Regions from separate parts of the Sus scrofa genome. Here region 1 is linked to region 2. A link is a contact called in public Hi-C data. All regions are on one chromosome and are shown on one strand. Each heading gives the region's core, a stretch centred on a gene start, on an enhancer-like site or on the middle of the called end of the contact. The rest is flanking DNA. Distances are from core to core; before and after follow the strand shown.

Evidence for each region. A called contact is a pair of places that touch in the nucleus more often than the background predicts.
Region 1: a contact with region 2 is called in a Hi-C map of skeletal muscle, with 9 times the contacts expected there. The contact joins the promoter of ZNF134 here to the promoter of LOC110261323 in region 2. A contact is called at or near these places in 9 of 47 Hi-C or Micro-C datasets (fetal heart ventricle, liver, mesenteric adipose tissue and 4 more).

Annotation. Positions count from the first base shown.
Region 1 is chr6:62,078,583-62,084,229 of Sscrofa11.1, forward strand. It overlaps ZNF134 (zinc finger protein 134), which reads left to right and starts at 4,228. Exons shown (of 3, transcript XM_021097342.1): 1 at 4,228-4,358. The coding sequence starts at 4,326.
Region 2 is chr6:62,046,500-62,052,900 of Sscrofa11.1, forward strand. It overlaps LOC110261323, which reads right to left and starts at 3,074. Exons shown (of 3, transcript XM_021097335.1): 1 at 830-3,074; 2 at 72-536. The coding sequence starts at 2,364. The coding sequence ends at 1,033.

The DNA of each region.
Region 1 (5,647 bases), core at 2,978-5,477, 33 kb after region 2:
CAAATTCCATAACAATACTTTTAGTAAAATGCAGAGACAAACTTGAATATCTTTGCAGGTAGTTTGGCATTGGTATGTCTTTCTAGGAACATAAAGTCAAAATTCTGTGTTTTCAATTCATTCAAAGTATTTTTTCTTTTCATATAGAAACAAACAATGGGATATCAAATTTTTTAACCTTTAAATTTTATACTCAAAACATTTAATTTGCTTTATTACTCTTTAATAGCTATGTGATATCTGTACATTTGTATGAATTAAACAGTGTAATAGAGTTTTTTTCTTAAAAAATCTAACTTTAATTTCTGCCCCATTCTATATATGTTCTCTGCCTATATTTTCATTCCTCATTATACATGGAAAAACTTAGCCTACAGAGTTCTCTATATGGATTTTCACTTCAGGATACATATAGATACATACACACGTAACCACAGATCAGTGTTGAGAGATCCTTCTCACGCAATTTACAGGTGTAGAAAATTCTGTTGTACAATTGGGCTGTAATACATCCATCCGTTCCCACAGATAGACATTTAAAGTGTTTCCAGGTAGAAAGTCCATGAATAGCCTCTGCATCCATAAGCACACATACTTAATGCCCATTGAAATTGACAAAATATTTGTAAGATTTAGTATTGGAGGTTACTGAGCATGATGGTGATGGTAACATTTTTTTTTTTAAAGACTCTTTTTTAGAGGAGTTTATGTTCACGATAAAATTGAAAGGAAGGTACAGAGATTCCCTATCTATCTCCTGGCTTTACACATGCGTAGTCTCCCCCATTAGCAGCATCACTCACCAGAATGGTACATTTTTTTTTTTTTTTTTTTTACCAAAGATGTAACTACCTTGATACAGCAGAATCATGCAATGTCGTTAGTTTTCCTTAGGTTTCACTCATGACGTTATAAATTCTGTTGGTAAAGACAAATTGGTCATGACTACATCGTTCATTATAATATCATACAGCATATTTTTACTGCCCTAAAATTCATCTATGGGGTGCCTATTCATACTTCCCCACTCCTCTCCACTCTTGGCAACCACTGTTCTTTTTATTGTCGCCATAGTTTTAAGCCGTTTCCGGAATGTTTTATCCTTGGAATCACCCAGTAAGTTACCTTTTTAGATTGGCTTCTTTCACTTACTAATATGCATTTAAGGTTCATCTGTGTCTTGATAGTTCAACTCATTTTCATACTGAACAACATTACACTACCTGCAGGTACCACGGTTTATTTATCACATACTTCTTTGTATCTGTGGAGCTGTCATTCATCCGGCTTCACCTTAAATCACTATCCCATAGGTATGTGATGGCTACTGCCCAGTGGGAAATAGGGCTTCTCTTCCTCACTCAAATGGGACGTGGGATTCTTGGAAACTTCTCCCTCCTTTATGTTTATAACTTCCCACTTTTCAAGGGACGTAAGGTGAGACCCACAGACTTGATTCTCAGCCAACTGGCCTTAGCCAACTCCTTCGTGCTTTTTTCCAGAGGGGTCCCCCATACAATAGCAGCTTTTGGATCAAAACATTTCCTGAACGAGCCGGGATGCAAGTTTCTCTTTTATTTCCACAGAGTGGCCAGAGGGGTTTCCTTCACAATGACTGCCCTCCTCAGTGTCTTTCAGACCATTAAGCTTTGCCCCCGGTTCTCTAGGTGGATGGAGCTCAAAATGAGATCCCCAGCGTGCATTGGTTTTTGCTGTTCCCTTTGCTGGGTCCTGCATCTCTTGGTAAATAGTGTGGTTCCTGTCAACATGATTGGCCCAAAGCACAGCAAAAACACGAGTGTGAAAATAAATTACGAATATTGTTCCTCTCTGAATGCTGACAGAACTGTGAAGTTTGTCATTGGAGTCATATTCTTCACAGTTGACTTTGTGTGTTTAGGCCTCATGGTCTGTGCTAGTGGCTCCTTGGTCGTTTTCCTGCACAGGCACAAGCAGCGAGTCCAGCACATTCCCAGCAACAGCTGATCTTCCCGATCTTCTGCTGAGGCGAGAGCCACAGGTACCATCTTGATCCTCGTGGGCTCCGTTTTCTCCTTTTACTGTCTTCTCTCTTGTCTGTTTGGATGACGCTATGTGTTATTCCAGGCCAGTGGCTGGTGGATACCTCTATGTTTTTGTCTTCATGTTTCCCAGCATTCAGCCCCTTTGTGCTCATTTGCAGTGATATTTGTGTCACGCGGTTTTTCCTGCTGGACAAGGGAAACATTTTTCCTAACTTGATTGTGACCAGATGAGTGTCTTCTCTACAGGAAATTTATCCATTTCTTCTACTGTCAGATTCTTGATAGAAATTTCTTACTGTATGTAGAATGGGATAGTTAGGTCCTGGAAATCATAATCCTATAAGAAGCCCTATTTTTACACTATGTATTCCTAATGCAAATATGATGCTGTTTTAGCTTCATCAGTGGAACTGTTCATGACATTTTGAAATAGTGTAACAGCAGAAAGTTTAGGGGTTTGGCAATTTGGAGAAAATCTCTCAGTTTAGGCACTTTTCGTATGTGTATGTACATAGTGGTAAATGCTATGCAATATTAAATTTGTCTTTTCAGTCATTTAAGTGTACATTTCAATCACATTAAGTACATTTGCAATGTTGTGCTTCTGCCACCACTATTTCTAAAGTTTTTTTATAAAGTCAAGCATCAGTTATGCCACAGGAGGACTGTGGTGTGTTTCAACAAAAACAGCCCAAATCCAAACTGAGGAAGCCCCCATATTTTATTATACATAATACAAATAACCACACAGGTACTTGCTGTCAACACTTTGAGTCATTGAATTTCAAGGAACAGCCACAGTACACACACATCTCAGAAAAAGCAATACTTGGAGTTCCTGTCGTGCTGCAGTGGTTAACAAATCCAACTAGGAACCATGAGGTTGTGGGTTTGATCCCTGCCTTTGCTCAGTAGGTTAAGGATCCAGCATTGCCATGAGCTGTGGTGTAGGTCGATGATGTGGCTTGGATCCCAAGTAGCTGTGGCTCTGGCGTAGGCCAGTGGCTATAGCTCCAATTAGACCCCTAGCCTGGGAACCTCCATATGCTTCGGGAGTGGCCCCAGAAAAGGAAAACAAAACAAAACAAAACTTTGCTTGGATTTCCCGTCGTGACACAGCAGAAACAAATCCGACTGGAACCATGAGGTTGCAGGTTCAATCCCTGGCCTTGCTCAGTGGGTTAAGGATCCAGCATTGCCATGAGCTGGGGTGTAGGTCGCAGACGCGGCTTGGATCCCGTGTTGCTGTGGCGTAGGCCGGTAGCTGCAGCTCCGATTGGACCCCTAGCCTGGGAACCTCCATGTGCCACGGGTGTGGCCCTAAAAACACAAAAGGCAAAAAATAAAAAATAAAGACTTTGCTTGCTTGCTGCCTGTGTGTTCGTGGAGTTCATTCATGGACTGCCGTAAACAAGAACCTAGGTTCCGGTATCATCTTTCTGGTATCAACCTGACTCTGCTTGATTAGCTAGCATGGGATTGAGGTCAGAAGAGAATAGTTTTGGATAGAGAGATTAAGCATAAATTCAATAGGAGGTCTCAGTTTTAGGGGGACTTTGTTGTCACAGACACTGCTGATACCAGAAAGATGATACCGGAATCATCCGTGTTCTTGCGTGCGCAAAGAATGAACTCCGCGAACACACAGGCAGCAAGCAAGCAGTCCTTTTTTTGGGGGGGGGGGCTCCCTCGGCATAGGGAGGTTCCCAGGCTAGGGGTCGAATTGGAGCTGTAGCCACCGGCCTGCACCAGAGCCACAGCAACCCTGGATCTAAGCTGCGTCTGCGACCTACACCACAGCTCAAGGCAACGTCGGGTCCCTAACCCACTGAGCGAGGCCAGGGATCGAACCTGTAACCTCATGGTTGCAAGTCAGATTCGTTTCCTCCGCGCCACAAGGGAACTCCTCTCGTAACTTCTTCGCACAGGTGCCACCTTTCTCCGAGGTCCTGGTAAGTGGCGCCTTGCGCTTGGGCTCAAAGACGTGGGGACTATATTACCCAGAGGGCTCTGCGCAGGGCGTCTTCGGCATTGAGCCAATGAGAGTTTGGAAGAAGTGGGTTTCCGTAATGTGCGCACCTACTTGGGGCGGGACTTCCGGCGTCTCCCTCGTGGCGGTTGATTTGTCGGCGTTTCGTCTCACGTTCTGGAGAATAGAGTCAAGACTGAGAAGGTCCAAGAGGAGGTGCCGTCCGCGCTGCACTGAGACGCCGCCCGGGTGCTCCATTCCAGCCCCGGCAAAGAGACCGCCGTGCCCGCGTCCCGCCACCGCTCCTGGCCCCGCTCCGCCCAGAGTGTCCGATGGCGGCCGCGGCGCTTTGGGACCCGCCTCGGGTAAATGCTCGACCTCCGGGCCCTCACCCCACCCACCCGTGCCTAAAAGCGCCAGTGCGGGTCGCCTGCTCACGTGCCTGCAGCCCAGGCCCCGGTGTCCAAGACAGCGAGGCCTTCATGGGTCGGGTTTTTTTTTCTGACGGATTTGTGGTGGCGCGTGGGAGAGGGTTACAGGTGGAGGGGCCGGCAGGTGTAAGGACTTGGGGGTGCAAATGAGGCGGGAGGATTCGGGAACTCCGAGGTCTGCCTTAATGTGTTCAGGGAACAGAGAATGTGAGGCAGAGTCGCGCTTGGATGCCGGGCTGCCATTTTCAGGTGGCCCAGTCTCCTGTCTTTCCCATGGGAACAGAGCAAGGGGGCAAGACTCAGGACTGGAATGGCTCTCTGAGAAGTTGAGTGTCTTTTTTTTTTTTTTTTAGAAGTTGAGTGTCTTTTCTGTAGGTGATCTGTCCCAGCTCTTATCAGGCTCCCTGTGACTGCAGTGTGGAGAACTGAATGGGAGGTGTGAGGAAGGAGTTAGGAAGAACAGAGAGAAAGCTACTGCTATAGTCCCGATGAGTGTGGTGGCCTTGGAGGTGGTAGAAATGGTTGGATTCTGGATCTTCGTTCTTTCTTTTCTTTTTTTTTTTTAAAAGTAAATCTGCTCTGATTTTCTGATTTGGAATGTGAGATACAAACGTAGAAGTCACGGGAGTTCCCATCGTGGCTCAGCGGTAACAAATCCTACTAGTATCCATGAGGATGGGGGTTCCGTCCCTGGCCTCGCTCTATGGGTTAAGGATCTGCTGTTGCTGTGAGCTGTGGTGTAGGTTGCAGACACGGCTGGGATCCTGCGTGGCTGTGGCTGTGGCATAGGCCGGTGGCTACAGCTCTGATTGGACCCCTAGCCTGGGAACCTCCATATGCCTCGGACTTGCTTCTAAAACGCAAAAAAAAAAAAAAAAGTAAATAAATAAACTTTTTTTTTTTTTTTTTGGTCTTTTTAGGGCCCCACTCACAACATATGGAGGTTCCCAGGATGGGGGTCAAATCGGAGCTACAGCTGCTGGCCTGTGCCACAGCCACAGCTACGCAGGATCCAAGCTACATCTGCAACCTACACCATAGCTCCTGGCAACGCCAGAACCTTAACCCACGGAGCAAGGCTATGGATCGAACCTGAAACATGGTTCCTAGTTGGATTCGTTTCTGCCATGCCACACCGGGAACTCCAATAAATAAATGGAGCTTTTTTAAAAAAGGAAAAGGTACAAGTCATAGTTGATTGCAAGTTTTGGGGGTTTAGCAGT
Region 2 (6,401 bases), core at 1,824-4,323:
TCCCAGGACACAATCCCTGAGACAAAGGGTGGGGTCAGGACCACTGAGGGCCCCAAATATCCTCCACTCACCTCTGTACGGTCCATAAGCACCTCTGTAGTCATGGGAGTCTATGGGAAGAAGGAGGTCATTAGAGGGATATAACCACGGCAGCCTCAATGGTCTCTGGCCTCCAGGTATCCTTCTGCAGCCCTGGAACAAGATGATGGCAGGACTGCCTTAACTTTGAGTCTCGGTCCTTCCTGCATTTATAGGTGTGTGACCTTGGACCGACTCAACCGCCCGCCCCTCGGTGCTTTTCATCACCTTTTGTCTGTTCTTGCTCTGAGCAACTTCTGGAGAACTTGAAAAGCCTTACTCACATCATGTGCCTCTTTTGTGCACAGGACTCCACAGCTTCTACCGTCCTGAGATTAAAACTCCTCGTTGAAGTTCCGTCGTGAAGCAGTGGTTAACGAATCTGACTGGGAACCATGAGGTTGCGGGTTCCATCCCTGGCCTTGCTCGGCGGGTTAAGGATCTGGCATTGCTGTGACCTGTGGTGTAGGTTGCAGACGCGGCTCGGATCTGGCGTTGCTGTGGCTCTGGTGTAGGCCGGTGGCTACAGCTCCGATTCGACCCCTAGCCTGGGAACCTTCATATGCCGCAGGAGTGGCTCTAGAAAAGGCAAAAACAAACAAACCTCCTCGCTTTGCCATTCCAGGCTGAACGATTCTGGCTCAATATCCCCTCCACGACTTTACGTAAGCTGGTCCCTCTGCCAGTAGCACTCTCCTACACCTCACCACCCTGGTGTTCAGGTATGGACACTCGCCCAAGAGATCCTTACCGATCTGGACACAGGGAGCAATACGGAGCAGGCGCCTCGCCCTCGGGGCTTTAGCGTCTGCTGGGGCGAGGGCAGTGAAGGCCCAGAGGACGAGTTTTTGCTTGAGCCGGGTCACTCAGCACCGCCGCCGCCAACCGAGTCTGTGGGAGGAGCGGGGTGTGACGGGGTGGGCGACCGAGACTGAGCTCGGGTACAGTCGCCGTTCACCGCCGCGGCTCTGCAGACGAGCCGTTGTGCAGTGGGGACAACCTTTCCTCCAGCGCCTCCTCGCTGCGGTCGCCTCGAGGCTGACTCCGCGCTCCGACAGGACTCAGATCGCTGCTGGACCCCGGAGCAAAGGGACGGCGCCCCCAGCGGAGCGGGAAGTCCCGCCCACACCGTCTCGTTCCCGCGCGGAAACGCCCTTGCAAGTCCTTGGCCACGCCGCGTGGGCGGGTGCGGGGCATTGTGGGTGATGTAGTTCTCGCGGCCCCGCCCGCCGCCGGGGAGGGCCCGTCCCGCCAGGACCTGGAGTCCTGGAAGCCGTGGCAGCAGCGGGGGTCCAGGCAGCGGTCTGCCCTGGCGGCCGGTACGGAGGTGGTCCGGGAAGGGGCGGGTGCGGGGTCGGCGACGGTCCCGCTGGGGTCCGGTGCGGGCTCTGCCGTCGGAGACCAGGCGGACGCACGTGGGCGCGGGCTAGAGGGGCGGTCTCCCCCGCGCGCGGGTAGGGGGACGACAGGGACGGCACTTTTGAAGAAAGGCGCTGAGTCCCCTCCCCGGAACTCCCACCCACCCGAGAACGGGCTCCCGACGTGCCCGGCTCGGGGGTGGCAGGTGTGTCTGCGCCTGGAAAGGTCGGGATTTGGCTTTGAAGACGAAAGGTTGAGAATCCGCCGTCCCTGGATGGCAGCGCGGACGTGTGGTCGGCGCCCCGGGTCCGCACCTGACCTCTGTGCGGAGAGGGAGTGAGGACCGGCGGTGGGGAAGTTGTCCCTAGAGCGCAGAGGGGCCGAGGGAGACCTTCCGGGAACTCCGGCTTGACTCTGTCCGGGAAGACCCAGCAGCATCCGTCCGCCGGGTCTGGGGGCCCTCGCGCGTCCCCGCAGCTCCCTGCTCTTCCACCGGGAAAGTGCTCCGGGCACCTTGCGGCCTGGTGGCTGCACGCGGAAGTCGGAATTCGGCCCCTGAGTGCAAAGGAGGAACTCAAACTCTGGGTCAAGGGATGGAGACTCAGTCGGGAGGGGAGTGGCCTCAAAGACCTCCCCGGAGGAGTTCCCGTCCTGGCTCAGCGGAGTCTGACTAAGGTCCATGAGAACGCGGGTTCGATCCCTGGCCTCGCTCAGTGGGCTGGGTATCGGGCCTTGCAGTGAGATGGGGTGTAGGTCGCCCACCGCATAACACCCCGCTCCTCCCACAGACTTGGATGGCGGCGGCGGCGCTGAATGACCCGGCTCAGGTAAAAGCTCGAACCCTGGGATTGGATCTGGCGTGGCCGTGGCTGTGGTGTAGGCCCGTGGCTGCAGCTCCGATTGGACCCCTCGCCTGGGAACCTCCATATGCCGCACCTGCGGCTCTAAACATAAAAATAAGGTCTCCGCCGCCCCCTGAGCTTCCCTGTTGTCTGCCTTAGTCGCTGTCAGCCCACAGGCATGGAGCACTGTGGGGTCTGGGCTTCCAGCCTGTCCCTCCTGCCACAACCACTGTGGTGTCGCTGTCCTCGGCAAGATGCCACCTCAGGGTCACACTCGGCTTCGCCGCCTTGAAGCGCATCTGATCGTGGAGGAAAATAACTAACCAGGTTCCAGGTTCCCTCGGGAAGGCGGGAGCAGGGCGTCACTGCCCCCCAGCGTGCAGCGCAGGGAGGAACCTAGACCAGCCTGGGCTCGGTTCCGTCTGAAGGAGGTCCCTCCGTGGACGGGGTTGGCTGTCAGCGGTCTCCCCCTCGCCCCACTCATCCCCCTCCCCCGCCTCACGCGCATGTCTTCCCGGAGTCGTGGTGTCTGGAAAACAAACGCATTTTAGTGGTGGGTTCTGTTGAAACATCACTCCTTCAGTGATTAAAAGAGAGTTGTTACCTACTTGAAGAGAATTCAGAGAGTAAGAAACCCTTATGGGGGAGTTCCCTTTGTAGCTCACCGGTTTAAAGACCCCATTTTTTTCTGTGAGGATGTGGGTTCCATTGCCGGCCATGTTCTTTGGGGTAAAGATGAAACACATAGAAGAAGAAGGAGAAGAAGAAGAAGAAGAAGAAGAAGAAGAAGAAGAAGAAGAAGAAGAAGAAGAAAGGAAACAGAAAATCAAACAACACAGAAGCAAATAAAAATTATCTCAAATCCTAAAAAAAAAAAACAAAAAAAAAAAAAAAAAACAAAAAAAAAAAAGCAAAACCCACATTGTAGCCAGCTGTGGCTGAGGTCTAGTGTTACTGCTGTCACAGTGGCTGTGGCATAGGCCTCAGCTGTAGCTTGGATTGGACCCCTAACCCAGAAACTTCCATATGCTCCAGGTGCCACAGGAAAAAGGGAAAGGAAAGAAAGAGGAGTTCCCGTCGTGGCTCAGTGGTTAACGAATCCGACTAGGAACAATGAGGTTGCAGATTCGATCCCTGGCCTCACTCTGGGTAAAGGATCCGGCGTTGCCGTGAGCTGTGATGTAGGTCGCAGACACAGCTCGGATATGGTGTTGCTGTGGCTGTGATGTAGGCCGGCGGCTACAGCTCTGATTCGGCCCCTAGCCTGGGAACCTCCATATGCCACGGGTGCGGCCCTAGAAAAGACAACAACAACAACAGCAACGCACGAAAGAAAACCCTTATGTGAAAGTAAGACACCCAGCCTGAGGATCACCGCTGCTCTTGTTTCCTCCAGGCCCCTCTGCCAGCTGCTGCAGTGCTGCCTGACCAGGGCAGACACATGGCTTAGAGCATGCTCTTACTCCTTTTTTTTTTTTTTTTTTTTTTTTTGTCTTTTTGCTGCTTCTTTGGGCCACTCCCGTGGCATATGGAGATTCCCAGGCTAGGGGTCCAATCGGAGCTGTAGCTGCCAGCCTACGCCAGAGCCACAGCAACGCGGGATCCGAGCTGCGTCTGCAACGTACACCACAGCTCACAGCAACGCCGGATCATTAACCCACTGAGCAAGGGCAGGGACCGAACCCGCAACCTCATGGTTTCTAGTCGGATTCGTTAACCACTGCGCCACGACGGGAACTCCCATGCTCTTACTCCTAAATGAAGCGTTTTGGGGGTCTCCACTGACCATCTAGGTGTTCGGGGAGGTGCGCCCCCTCTGGCAGGTCAGGATTCTGATACTGCTGCTCGGTGCAGCCTGTGCACCCTCTGCCCGTTCTCAGCCCTGGCAGAAGTTCTCTGTGCATCCCTGTGACGTCTCACCCCGAACACACAACTTAGTTTCCCTCCAGACACCCTGGTGACCCCATGAAGATTTCTGAGACCTCTTCAATGCTCATATCCCATTTTCTGTCAGCCCCACACAGGAATTCAAGCCGCCTCCTCCGTCCTGAGCTCTGCCTACACGGAAATCCACAAGTATGGTATGAAACTTCCACATAGTTTAAAGGCTGGACGAAATCTTTTTTTTTTTTTTTTGTCTTTTGTTGTTGTTGTTGTTGTTGTTGTTGCTATTTCTTGGGCCGCTCCCGCGGCATATGGAGGTTCCCAGGCTAGGGGTTGAATCGGAGCTGTAGCCACCGGCCTACGCCAGAGCCACAGCAACGCAGGATCCGAGCCGCGTCTGCAACCTACACCACAGCTCACGGCAACGCCGGATCGTTAACCCACTGAGCAAGGGCAGGGACCGAACCCGCAACCTCATGGTTCCTAGTCGGATTTGTTAACCACTGTGCCACGACGGGAACTCCCCCCTTTTTTTTTTTTCTTTTTTTTTTTCTTTTTTGTCTTTTGGTCTGTTGTTGTTGTTGTTGTTGTTGCTGCTATTTCTTGGGCCGCTCCCGCGGCATATGGAGGTTCCCAGGCTAGGGGTTGAATCGGAGCTGCAGCCACCGGCCTACGCCAGAGCCACAGCAACGAGGGATCCGAGCCGCGTCTGCAAGCTACACCACAGCTGAGCAAGGCCAGGGACCAAACCCGCAACCTCATGGTTCCTAGTCGGATTCGTTAACCACTGCGCCACAACAGGAACTCCTGGACGAAATCTTTTTTTTTTTTTTTTTTTTTTTTTTGGTCTTTTTGTCTTTTTTGTTGTTGTTGCTATTTCTTGGGCCGCTCCTGCGGCATATGGAGGTTCCCAGGCTAGGGGTTGAATCGGAGCTGTAGCCACCGGCCTACGCCAGAGCCACAGCAAGGCAGGATCCGAGCCGCGTCTGCAACCTACACCACAGCTCACGGCAACGCGGGATCGTTAACCCACTGAGCAAGGGCAGGGACTGAACCCGCAACCTCATGGTTCCTAGTCGGATTCGTTAACCACTGCGCCACGACGGGAACTCCATGGACGAAATCTTAAAGTAGGAGCCCCTTTAGGAAAGACATGTTCTTCCAGTAGGAAAGTTATTTTTCGAGCTGAACAAGCGAGGAGGAAACTCCCTAAATGACTGGCTCGCATCACATTTTATACCGCCTCTGTTCCTAATAGGACATGTCTACTTCCCATTGGAGATCGGTTTTGCTGGGTGGCGTTTACTCATGGAAAGAGGGCTGGATTTCCCTGGCTTTATTTGGGGAATGGAAGAGAGCCTGTGAGGGAAGGAATTTAACATGTGGGCTGCAAGCCTGACCAGGATGGGCTGTGGGGAAGAAGAGCCAGGGAGCCTCAGGAAATGGAAGAGCTAAAGCTTGAGGGAGGTGGTGGACAAAAGGGAATTTTCTTGGTAGGCTCGTAGGTTATCAGTCCATGTTTGTACACTCGCGGGGGGTCAGAGGGGGTAATAGATTGAGAGGGGGAAACAGAGGAGGAAAAGGCTCATGAAAAACAGAAGTAAATGACTTAATATGTCAGCATCATTGTATCCCAGGGACACCACGAGACGCCAGTCTACATCCAGCAGGGAGGAAAAAGGGAAAGTAGCAAGCATTGATCAGTGGAGAAACTGGAGCACTTGCGCATTGCTGATGGGAATGTAAAATGCTGTAGGAAAACCAGTTTAGCAACTCCTTAACAACTTAATACAGAAGTCCCATTGGATTGAGTATTTCCCCTCCTAGATATACACCTGGAGGAACTGAAAACGGACTCAACACATCACTGTTCACACCAGCATTATTCACAATCACTAAAAGGTGGAAACAACTGAAGTGTCCCTTAACACATAAATGTATTTTTAAGATATGGTATATTTGTACAATGGAATATTATTCAGTCATTAAAAAGAATTAAGTTCTGATATATGCCACCCCATGGATGAACCCTGAAAACATGCTAAGTGACTAAAGCCAGACATAAAAGGATACGTATTATATGATTCTACTTATAAGAAATATATAGAGGAGTTCCTGTCGTGGCTCAGTGGTTAATGAATCTGACTAGGAACCATGAGGTTGAAGGTTCAATCCCTGGCCTCGCTCAGTAGGTTAAGGATCCAGTGTTGCCATGAGCTGTGGTGTAGGTTGCAGGCG